2 separate regions of the Mus musculus genome follow, and region 1 is linked to region 2. Evidence: chromatin contacts called from public Hi-C data. All regions are on one chromosome and are shown on one strand. The core of a region is the stretch at or near the end of the contact, and the rest is flanking DNA. Distances in the headings are between cores, read along the strand shown.

Evidence for each region. A called contact is a pair of places that touch in the nucleus more often than the background predicts.
Region 1: a Hi-C map of embryonic stem cells shows a contact between it and region 2, with 7 times the contacts expected there. The contact joins the promoter of Foxd3 here to the promoter of L1td1 in region 2. A contact is called at or near these places in 1 of 39 promoter capture datasets (embryonic stem cells), 5 of 484 Hi-C or Micro-C datasets (all in embryonic stem cells) and 4 of 115 datasets of contacts at active chromatin or transcription factors (all in embryonic stem cells).

Annotation. Positions count from the first base shown.
Region 1 is chr4:99,653,414-99,657,915 of GRCm38.p6, reverse strand. It overlaps Foxd3 (forkhead box D3), which reads right to left and starts at 1,617. Exons shown (of 1, transcript NM_010425.3): 1 at 1-1,617. The coding sequence starts at 1,291.
Region 2 is chr4:98,725,085-98,729,611 of GRCm38.p6, reverse strand. It overlaps L1td1 (LINE-1 type transposase domain containing 1), which reads right to left and starts at 2,858. Exons shown (of 5, transcript NM_001081202.1): 1 at 2,772-2,858; 2 at 2,142-2,217.

The DNA of each region.
Region 1 (4,502 bases), core at 368-2,867, 930 kb before region 2:
TCCGGCTCAGCGACAGGGGCTGGTGCGTGGCCATGAGCGCAGCCGACTGCACAGTCCCGGGCGGCCGCAGGAAGGACTGCGCGCCGCCGCCGCCCCCACTGCCCCCGCCACCCCCGGCTCCGCCGCCGCTCCCACCACCCCCAGCCGAGCCCCCGGGCGCCGCGGATCCCGCGCCTATGATGTTCTCGATGCTGAACGACGGCCGCGCACTGGGCTCGGACTTGATGAGCGACGTGGTGCCCGCCGCGCCCGCCGTGCCCGCGGCTGCCGCGGCGGCGCCCAGGGTGTTGAGCTGTAGCTGCAGGCTCGGACCGAGCTGCGAGCCGAAGGCGGCCGCTTTGCGGCCCAGCTCGCCCGAGGGCAGCAGGGGCACTGCGGGCGGCAGCACGGGAGCCACGGGTGGTAGCGCGTACGGGTACTGGAGCGCCGCAGCAGCCGCGGCCGCCGCCGCCGCCGCGGGGTGCGAGTAGGCGCCCGCAGCCGCCGCGGGGTGCAGGCCGTAGGGGCGGCCGTAGGGTCCTGCGCCCGCCGCCGCCGCCAGGCTGTAGGCTCCGAAGCTCTGCATCATCAGCGCCGTCTGCTCGCGCAGGTGCTCCTGCTGGTGGCGCTTGAAGCGCTTCCGGCGCCGCAGGAAGCTGCCGTTGTCGAACATGTCCTCGGACTGGGGGTCCAGGGTCCAGTAGTTGCCCTTGCCCGGGTTGCCCGGCTCGCGGGGGATCTTGACGAAGCAGTCGTTGAGCGACAGGTTGTGGCGGATGCTGTTCTGCCAGGCGGGGAACTTCTCCCGGTAGTACGGAAAACGGTTGCTGATGAACTCGCAGATGCCGCTCAGGGTCAGCTTCTTCTGCGGGCTCTGCAGGATGGCCATGGTGATGAGCGCGATGTAAGAGTAGGGTGGCTTCACCAGGCTGTTCTTGGGCTTGTTCGGGGTCAGACCTCCCGTCGCCCCGCTGCCCGCGCCGGGCCCACCGCCGCCTGTCACCGCGTCCTCGCCGCCCTTGCAGCCGTCGGCCTCCGGAGCTCCCGTGTCGTTCCCCGGCCCGGTCGCCTCGGTGGGCAGTGCCAGGGCTTGCGGTTGAGACTGGCCGTGATGAGCGCTCACCGGTGGCCCTTCGTCCGCCTCGTCCAGGCGCAGGTCCGGAGGCCCCGCGGGGCTGTCGCACCCGGCGTCGCTGTCCTTCTCCTCCAGCCCGTCGTCGCCCTCGCCCACCACATCGATGTCCACGTCCTCGGCCGTCAGCACCGTCTGGCCGGACATATCGCTGGCGCTGCCGCTGCCGGAGAGGGTCATCCCTCCGCGGGGTTGGTGGCGGCGGCCAGGAGCGAGCAGAGAGCGAGGGGGGCCGCGAGGGGCGGCCGCGGAGCTCAGGCAAAGGAGGTGTGAGTGTCCCCCGAAAGAAAGCCGGGGGGGGGGGAGAGGGCACAGGTAGCTCGGGGCCCTGTCGGGTCAGCTCACACGAGGAGGCCTGGCATCGCGCGGTGCGGGCGCTGCGCTCCGCAGCCGCGCTCCGCGAACTCTTGCGGTCCTCGACGCTTCTCTACGAGGAGACAGCTACTGCTCGCGACCCCGGAGGTTTCTCCACGCCGCACCCCCTCACTTCACCAGCCTTCCTCGACCTCTGGTTTGGGCGTGGGGTTCAGGAGCGGTCCAGGCAAGCGCGGGACGCCGGGCTCCAAGCAGCTCTGGAGGGCGCGGGCATGGGCGACCGCGGGGTTGGGGGTTGGGGGGGTGGTGACAGGGAAGCCAAGCCTGGGTAGTCGAAAGTCCCGTTTTAAGGACTGGCCTGATAGATTACTTTCTACTTAAAGATCCAGAGGGAGGCGGGGCCACGTGACCGCGCGTGACGTCAGGGCCGCCGTGGAGCTGGCCAAACTCAAGTTGGTTCAGGGAATTGTCAACAAAGGGACGACAGAAGCGCAACTCCTCACCGACTAGGCGCTAGCATCCCGCAGGCCCCGAAAGCTCTTCGGGCTGTTGGGAGACCCCTGCCCACGCTGGAGCCGGGTGTGGGGTTCAGGGAGGGCGTGAGAGTGGGTGGGTGGGGGTGGAGAGGGCGTGGGCCTAAGAGTGTCCTCCGGACTGTAGGGCTTCTTACCACCCTGCCCTCTCCGCCCCCTGCATTTTTCTTACTACCCTGCCCTCCCCTCTTTGCTAATATTATATAGACCAACTGGCAATGCAGAACAAGGTTGTGATTTAAAAAAAAAAAAAAAAAGAAAAGAAAAGAAAAAAACTTACTATTTTGATTTGCTTTGGGGTTTTGTTTTCGATTCAAGGATTAAAGGAACACATCCGGCTTCCTTTTGCTAATTAGGCCTCAGACCCCCTCCTGTTTCAGGGCTATTCCAGAGAAAAGACATCTGCTGATGTGCCTCGCATCACCCCCAAATCTAACTACTCAAGTCTTACCCTAGCTTTCCGGGCACGACGCAGGAATATATATATATATATATATATATATATATATATATATATATTCGCAACGGTCACAACACCATCAGCTGGGGTTTCCCGAGGTCAGAGAATAGCTATCGATTAACCTATTAGGATAGTTGCAGAGAAATAAAAAGGACGTAAAATAGCAGGGAACCTATAAACAAAGACGTCATAACTGGCTGTTGGAGTTGTTAAACGACTTAGCACAGAAAAAGTCGGAAATGAGCTGGAAACGGAGCAGGCATTGGCAGCGGTCTTGGGTAAGTGGAGAGGATTGGGGAAGAGGCTTTGGGCCTTGTTATTAGACGTGGCGCACCGACTGGGGGGGGTTGGAAAACTGGGGGGAGCTGGCGTATACTTCCGAGTGGAGGGCACGACCTCCAAGGAACCACAGTGTCCCAGGGCGTGCTGGCGGGAGTGGGCTCACCTCTGCTGCTAACTAATGTGGGTTATCTCTTAAAGTGTGAATAAACTATCCAAGACTTAACTTCTGTAGAAATCTGCGCCAAAGAAGAGGCGAGGATGTGTCCAGCGCACGTGAAGTACAAGGAATGTCAGCTCTGGTAGGAGAGACTGGGAAATCCCAGAGATGCTGGGGTGGGGACTTTAAAGTGACCCAGGGTCAGCGCCTGCTGTTGCTGAGGTGAGTGGACTCGGTACGTCCGTCCGAGGGGAACTGGTGTTCCCAGCCCGGAGTGGTTTGAGATGACCTTGGTCGCCCTGACCAACCCCACCCCCCTCGCTTTTAGGCCGCTTCTTTGTCAGAGGAGAGCACTTACCGATTTGAGCCTTCTTGAAACCCGATTAATTTGTGTGCTGAAGGCCTAGGGGAAGGATCTATGAACCCCAGGTTATAAGAGAATGAGAGGAGGAAGTCAGGGAGGAAACAATTTCTGTATTGTTTATAGGAAACAGCGAAAAAGTTAGGTACTTCCAGGTTGCCAGTGTGCCTCTGATTCTGTATCGTCACCTAGAGCCATTTTTCCTAGTTACATCAAATTAATAAAATATCTTAATATGCAAAATTGCATTTTTACAGGCATTAGGACACCACAGGTTGACGATTATCCCATTACACAACTCTCCCATCAATACCAGTAGCTCTTTGCGTATGGATTTCAATGCTGCTCCGAGTTGGGCGGCTACAGGCTTGGGGGGCGGGGGTGGGGGTGGGGAGAGCAGTGACTATCCTGAGAGGTCTGGAATCTCTATGGTTTTTGTTTGTTTGTTTGTTTCCAGTTGATCTTGGGGTTACACCTGGCCCTAAAACGCATGCCTGAGTTGATTTCCGCAGCTGCACCACTAATGACGCGCTGACTCAAAAACGTCTATTCCGCTGACTAGACAGTCTTCTCGGGAAACCGACAGGAGCTACCAGCTGGAGCTGGCTGCACCCTAGGCAAGAGGTCACAGTGGCGACTGCTCAAGCAACTCAAAGGAAGGTGGGGAGGAAAAGAAAACACGATCCAAATTTACAAATTTAGGAAAACCTTTTGCCCAACTTGGATTGCCAGTTGTATTGGCGGGCGCAAGGCTCAGAGTGGACCGGACCGCGATCTTGATGGCGGAGCCTCTGGCGAAGGCTTGTACGCGCGCGAGAACCCTGGCTTCAAGGCTGCTCTCGAGGCCGCTTTTTAGTCTCCAAATGAGCCTAATTTCGATTTCCCGGCTAGCCTGAGCTGGCTCAGGAGACTTTGTCCGCCTCGTTGACGGCTGCCTCTCCCCCTTCGCCAAGGCCGGATCTGGGCGGTCCGTTCCCGTGTATCTCCTTGGAACCTCTCTGGGGAAAGGGGTGGTGAACAACTCCCAGCTGCCGGTTCCATTTGTTGCGCCTTTTTCCTTCGACACAATAAAAGTCAAATTAATTGATTCATACCATTAATTACGGTGCGTAGCGTGAAAAGCAACGCTTCCCCTCGGTTAGAGATCTATTGTGCTAATCTCTTGTTCAATCAGTGTTACCATCTGATGCTGGGTCCGGCCCCTACAGAAACTTTTCGACTCGATTAGCTAAATGATGAGACGCTCAGGCTGCTGTCCCCAAACCCGTCGCCCGCGCGGGCCT
Region 2 (4,527 bases), core at 1,609-4,108:
GTGCTCTTAACTGCTAAGCCATCTCTCCAATCCCCAAAATAAATATATCTTAAAAAAAAAAAAAAAAGAAAGAATGTGAGTGCTGCCTTGTCTGGCCTCAGTGGGAGAAGCTAACCCTGCAGACTTGATGCACAAGGATGGGGGGGGGGGGGGGGGGGGAAGGGGAGGAACAATGTGAGGGGACAGCATTTATAATGTAAATACATAAATTAAAAAAAAAAAAGATGGCACTGTACTTTATTCCTAGCACTGGGGAAGTAGAGACAGGTGGATCTCGGAGTTCAAAGCCAGCCTGGTCAACAGAATAAGTTCCGGGACAGCCAGGTCTACAACAGAGAAACCCTGTCTGAAAACAAACAAAAAGAACACATACCTAGCATTCTCAAGGCCCTAGGTTCAGATCTCCAGCATAGCAAAAACAAGTCTGTAACTTTTGCATTGTTAAACAAAAAATATCACATTTCCAGCACCTATAGAGTCTATATATGTGGGGAAGCTACAAAAGAATAGGCAATAGTACTGAAGTTGAAAAAGAAGCACAAGCAAACAAACAAAATCGAGGCCATTTTTCTGCACCGGGTACACATGAGTTCCTGGAAGACTGGTGCCTGCAGAGGCTAATTGTCAGATCAGCCTGCAATACCCAATACACTGGAATGCTGCAGGTCCAGAGGTTCATTATCTTATCTTGGGCTAGTTCTAGCTCGGAGGACACCGTTCCAGGACAGTCCCTGTGTCTTGTGACCAACAGATAAGAACCTTTTAGAACCTATTAATCTAGCACACCACTACACAGAGCATCCATCCACGAACTCATAAGAAATGACAGATAGCATCTTGGTACTGCAGAAATGCTTGCCCAGACTCTCCGGACCTGTCTACCCGCCACACCCAATGTACTTTAAATTTGTTCTGTAAGATTATAAAACTTTATGGAACAAACTGCTTCCATGATGGAATATGGAATTTGTGGTAACCTACATCTGTGTGCCTGAAACTCAGACAATCAAAATGGCTCCATAGTAAACTATCTTATTTTTTCCTCTTTAATTCCACCACTTAGGAGGTGGAGCTGAGGTGTCAGCCTCCGTCACATGACTAGGAGGACAGCTTGGACTCTGAGATTCTCCCAAAAGCACATTATCAAACCAAATCAGATACAAGATGAGAGATTGTTTTTTTTTAAATCCTTCTGTACTGCAGGTTAGATCCTGGGCACAAGCTATGCAGAGCGCCACCCGTCTGCGCTACATAGAGCCTAAACCACTAAGGCGGGAAGAGGGAGAGAATCCACAATCCTGAGGGAGGGGACTCAAAAAATAAAGAACTCGTTGCTAATTTGAAAATGCAGTGAGATAATAAACATTTGAAAAGAGGACAGACAATTGACAAGAGGAGCTAGGCAAAGGCCAAGGAAATGCAAATCCAAGAAGGCACTCCTCCTTCTCCCAGAGTCAGGAAGTCACGTCCTTCCCCCCACCCCCACCCCCCAGGCGTGAGTTGGTGGCGCACTGCTAAAATATCCGCTGTTTCCAAAGGTAGAGACGACGAGGAAGCACCCCGCCACTAAACTATTTAAAATGCAAATCAAGCTGCGGTGGAATGTGGTCTCAGCAGTTGGCTCAGTTATGCACCTTACCAGAAAGCTTAGGGATAAGCATCAGACTATATAGGATATTGGATGGGAAGAGAAAAAAAAGCTCACATACTTGTTCAACGTTTTGAGACAGGGTTTCACTAAAACAGTTCAAGAGAGCATTCAATGGTGCCTTTTTGCCTCAGACCTCAAAGGACCTATGTTTGTGCTTATTTTTTTATTTACCTGTCTACTTGAGTCGGGGTCTCTATATGGCCCTTGCTGTCCTGGACTTCAGTATGTAGTACAGGCTGGCATCGAACTCAAGTGATGCACCTACCTCGGTCTCCTAGCACTAGGTTCAAGGCCCGACTCATTTTATGCTTCAAACTCGGGGATTTAAACGATTCTAGGGGGGGGGGGGTCAACGCTCTCAAACATCCCGACACTAGGTTAAGAACCCTCCCTAAATTACACGCAACACCCACTCTCACTTCAATCCAAGACACTTGTCACATTCCAGAGGGACCTTCTCCGTGCCCTGCGAGCACACTCTGCAGCTTACCCAAATCTGCGCCTTCCCCAGGAAGGAACCAGCTCTCCTCAGGTCGGGATTGGTCTGTCCACGCGTTTCACAGCGCCTGGAATTAAGTGCGTAGCCCAGAAGTCAAGTTATGACTTACGTAGAAACCCACACGCCTATGACCAGTAAACGTTCTCAAATGTGCTTAAATAGTATCTGCAAGTTATCAACAAGGACACTGGGGTGGGCGTAAGGAGAAGGCGGCAAAAAGGGATCGAACACCCCGGATCCAAATTCAAGGTGGCAAAGAGAGGGCCCGAGGACGGTGGCTTCTGCCCTGTGTGTCAGGATTCAACAGACACCTTTAATGCCCGGTTTTCTAGCAAACTTTGTTAAGAAACTGATGGAAACTCCTTCCCAGTCAAAGACAGAGGAAAGCGTTTGAGGGTGGAGGCTGGGAAGGGGCTGAAAGCCGGGGTCCCCCAGGCTCTTAGCAGCCGCTCTAGCTCACCTCCGCCTTCGCGCAGCTGCCGCCCCGCTGTCTCATTGTCCCCCACTGTCACGGCACTCTCCGGGTGCAGGAGCAATTCTCACTGCCCACCCCAGGGCCGGCCAGGCAGAGCAGGGTGAGAAACACGGGGACATCTGGGGCTTAACCCTGAGCAGCCTTACCTGAGAGCCACGAGGTGCAGCCCTGAGGTCACACACGCTGACAAAAGCAGGGCTGGGCGTCTGACCGCAGGAGAGACTCGCTGGGTCTCATGCAGACTCCTCCCTTCCCTAGGCGAAGTTTGCAGGTTTCTAGGCCCAACCCCCTCGCCACCCGCTTCCTTAGCCCCCTCCCAAAACTCAGTGGGGGCCTGAGCCCGCAAGGCGTGGTGGCCCACGCCCAGAAGCCATACTCGCTAGGAGCCAGTTAGGGCGCAAATCAAAAAATGAAATAAAATAAAAATCGCCCAAACGCTGCTCTCTGGCCTCACGCTAGCCAGCACCCCTGTCCTGACTTCAGGGACAGAACCTCGGTGTCACGCCTTTCTTGAAGCCAGTTGATGATGTAGCCGACCTTCCGACACCTCTCAGAACCTTTCTCACTCTCCAGGGCCTTTGCACTAGCTTTCTCTATGTAACTTCTTTTCCCAGGTCTTGTTTTGAGAAAAATCTTCTCAACTTGTAATTCTACATGTAGCTAACTCCAAACTCCTTATCTTTTGGCCTCCACCTCCCTAGATAGTGGAGTGAGCCGAGTTGGGGGGGGGGGGCGGGCTCGAGGAGGGGCGAGGGGATTGTGCTAGGGACAAACCTTGTGTTTGCAAGGTTTTCCAACTGAATTGCACCACCAATCCGTACTTTCGCACTTCTTTCAAAGCTGACTTTGTTCCATCCCTAGGTCTCAGGTCAAAGATTAACTCCTCCGGGGATGGTGGCAGCACCTATAGACCTCCAGCTACCCTGAAGGCAGGAGTACCCCTTTGTGCATAGCAACTGGGGTTCCTTTGGGCATTGTAGTGAGACTTCTCTTTAAAAACAAAACCAAAGATCTTTAAGTGGCCTCATTTAAAGTTCGTGTAAGTGAACTATCTTTCTTTCTTTCTTTCTTTCTTTCTTTCTTTCTTTCTTTCTTTCTTTCTTTCTTTCTTTCTTTCTTTCTTTCTTTCTTTCAAGTACACCATAGCTGTGTTCAGACACACACCAGAAGAGGGCATCTGATCTCATTACAGATTTTTGTGAGCCACCATGTGGTTGCTGGGATTTGAACTTAGAAACTCTGGAAGAGCAGGCAGTGCTCTTAACCGCTGAGTCATCTCTCCAGCCCATAAGTGAACTTTTAACTGTCCTAAAGAAGACACACTGTCTCCAACCACAAAGCTCTTTGATAGTCCTCTGTCCTCCTTACCCCCACCTAGTGGAGATAATGCCTTGCTACTCAGCCCAAGCTCTCCTTACACTTCCTGTGTAGCTGAGATTGACCTCAGACTCCAGGCCGTTTTAGCCAACCACGAGCTGGGATTGAGGCTGCACCCTAGGCTTTGTTTCATTCACCCGGTTCCTAATTCCCAATGATCAGGAGCCAAATGTGTTCAATTGCTGCATTCCCTTTTCATGTCTTCCCATTCCCCACTTCCTCCTGGAACGTAATTCCAAACGGGCAGGACTTTCTTTCTCACTCACAGCTTCCTTCACTTCACGGGTACCCAGGATTATGACTGGCATGTGCTACAGCCTCTTGTCAAATGAAGAAATAAGGGAGTCTACCCCTCCTGCTACGGCAGACCAGATGGTCCTGCTAAATGTGTGCCATGTTTTCTGCAGGATTAAGAAGGTTGGTGCTAGCCAGACAGTGGTGTTGCACGCCTTTAATCCCAGCACTTGGGAGGCAGAGGCAGGTGGATTTCTGAGTTCGAGGCCAGCCTGGTCTACAGAGTGAGTT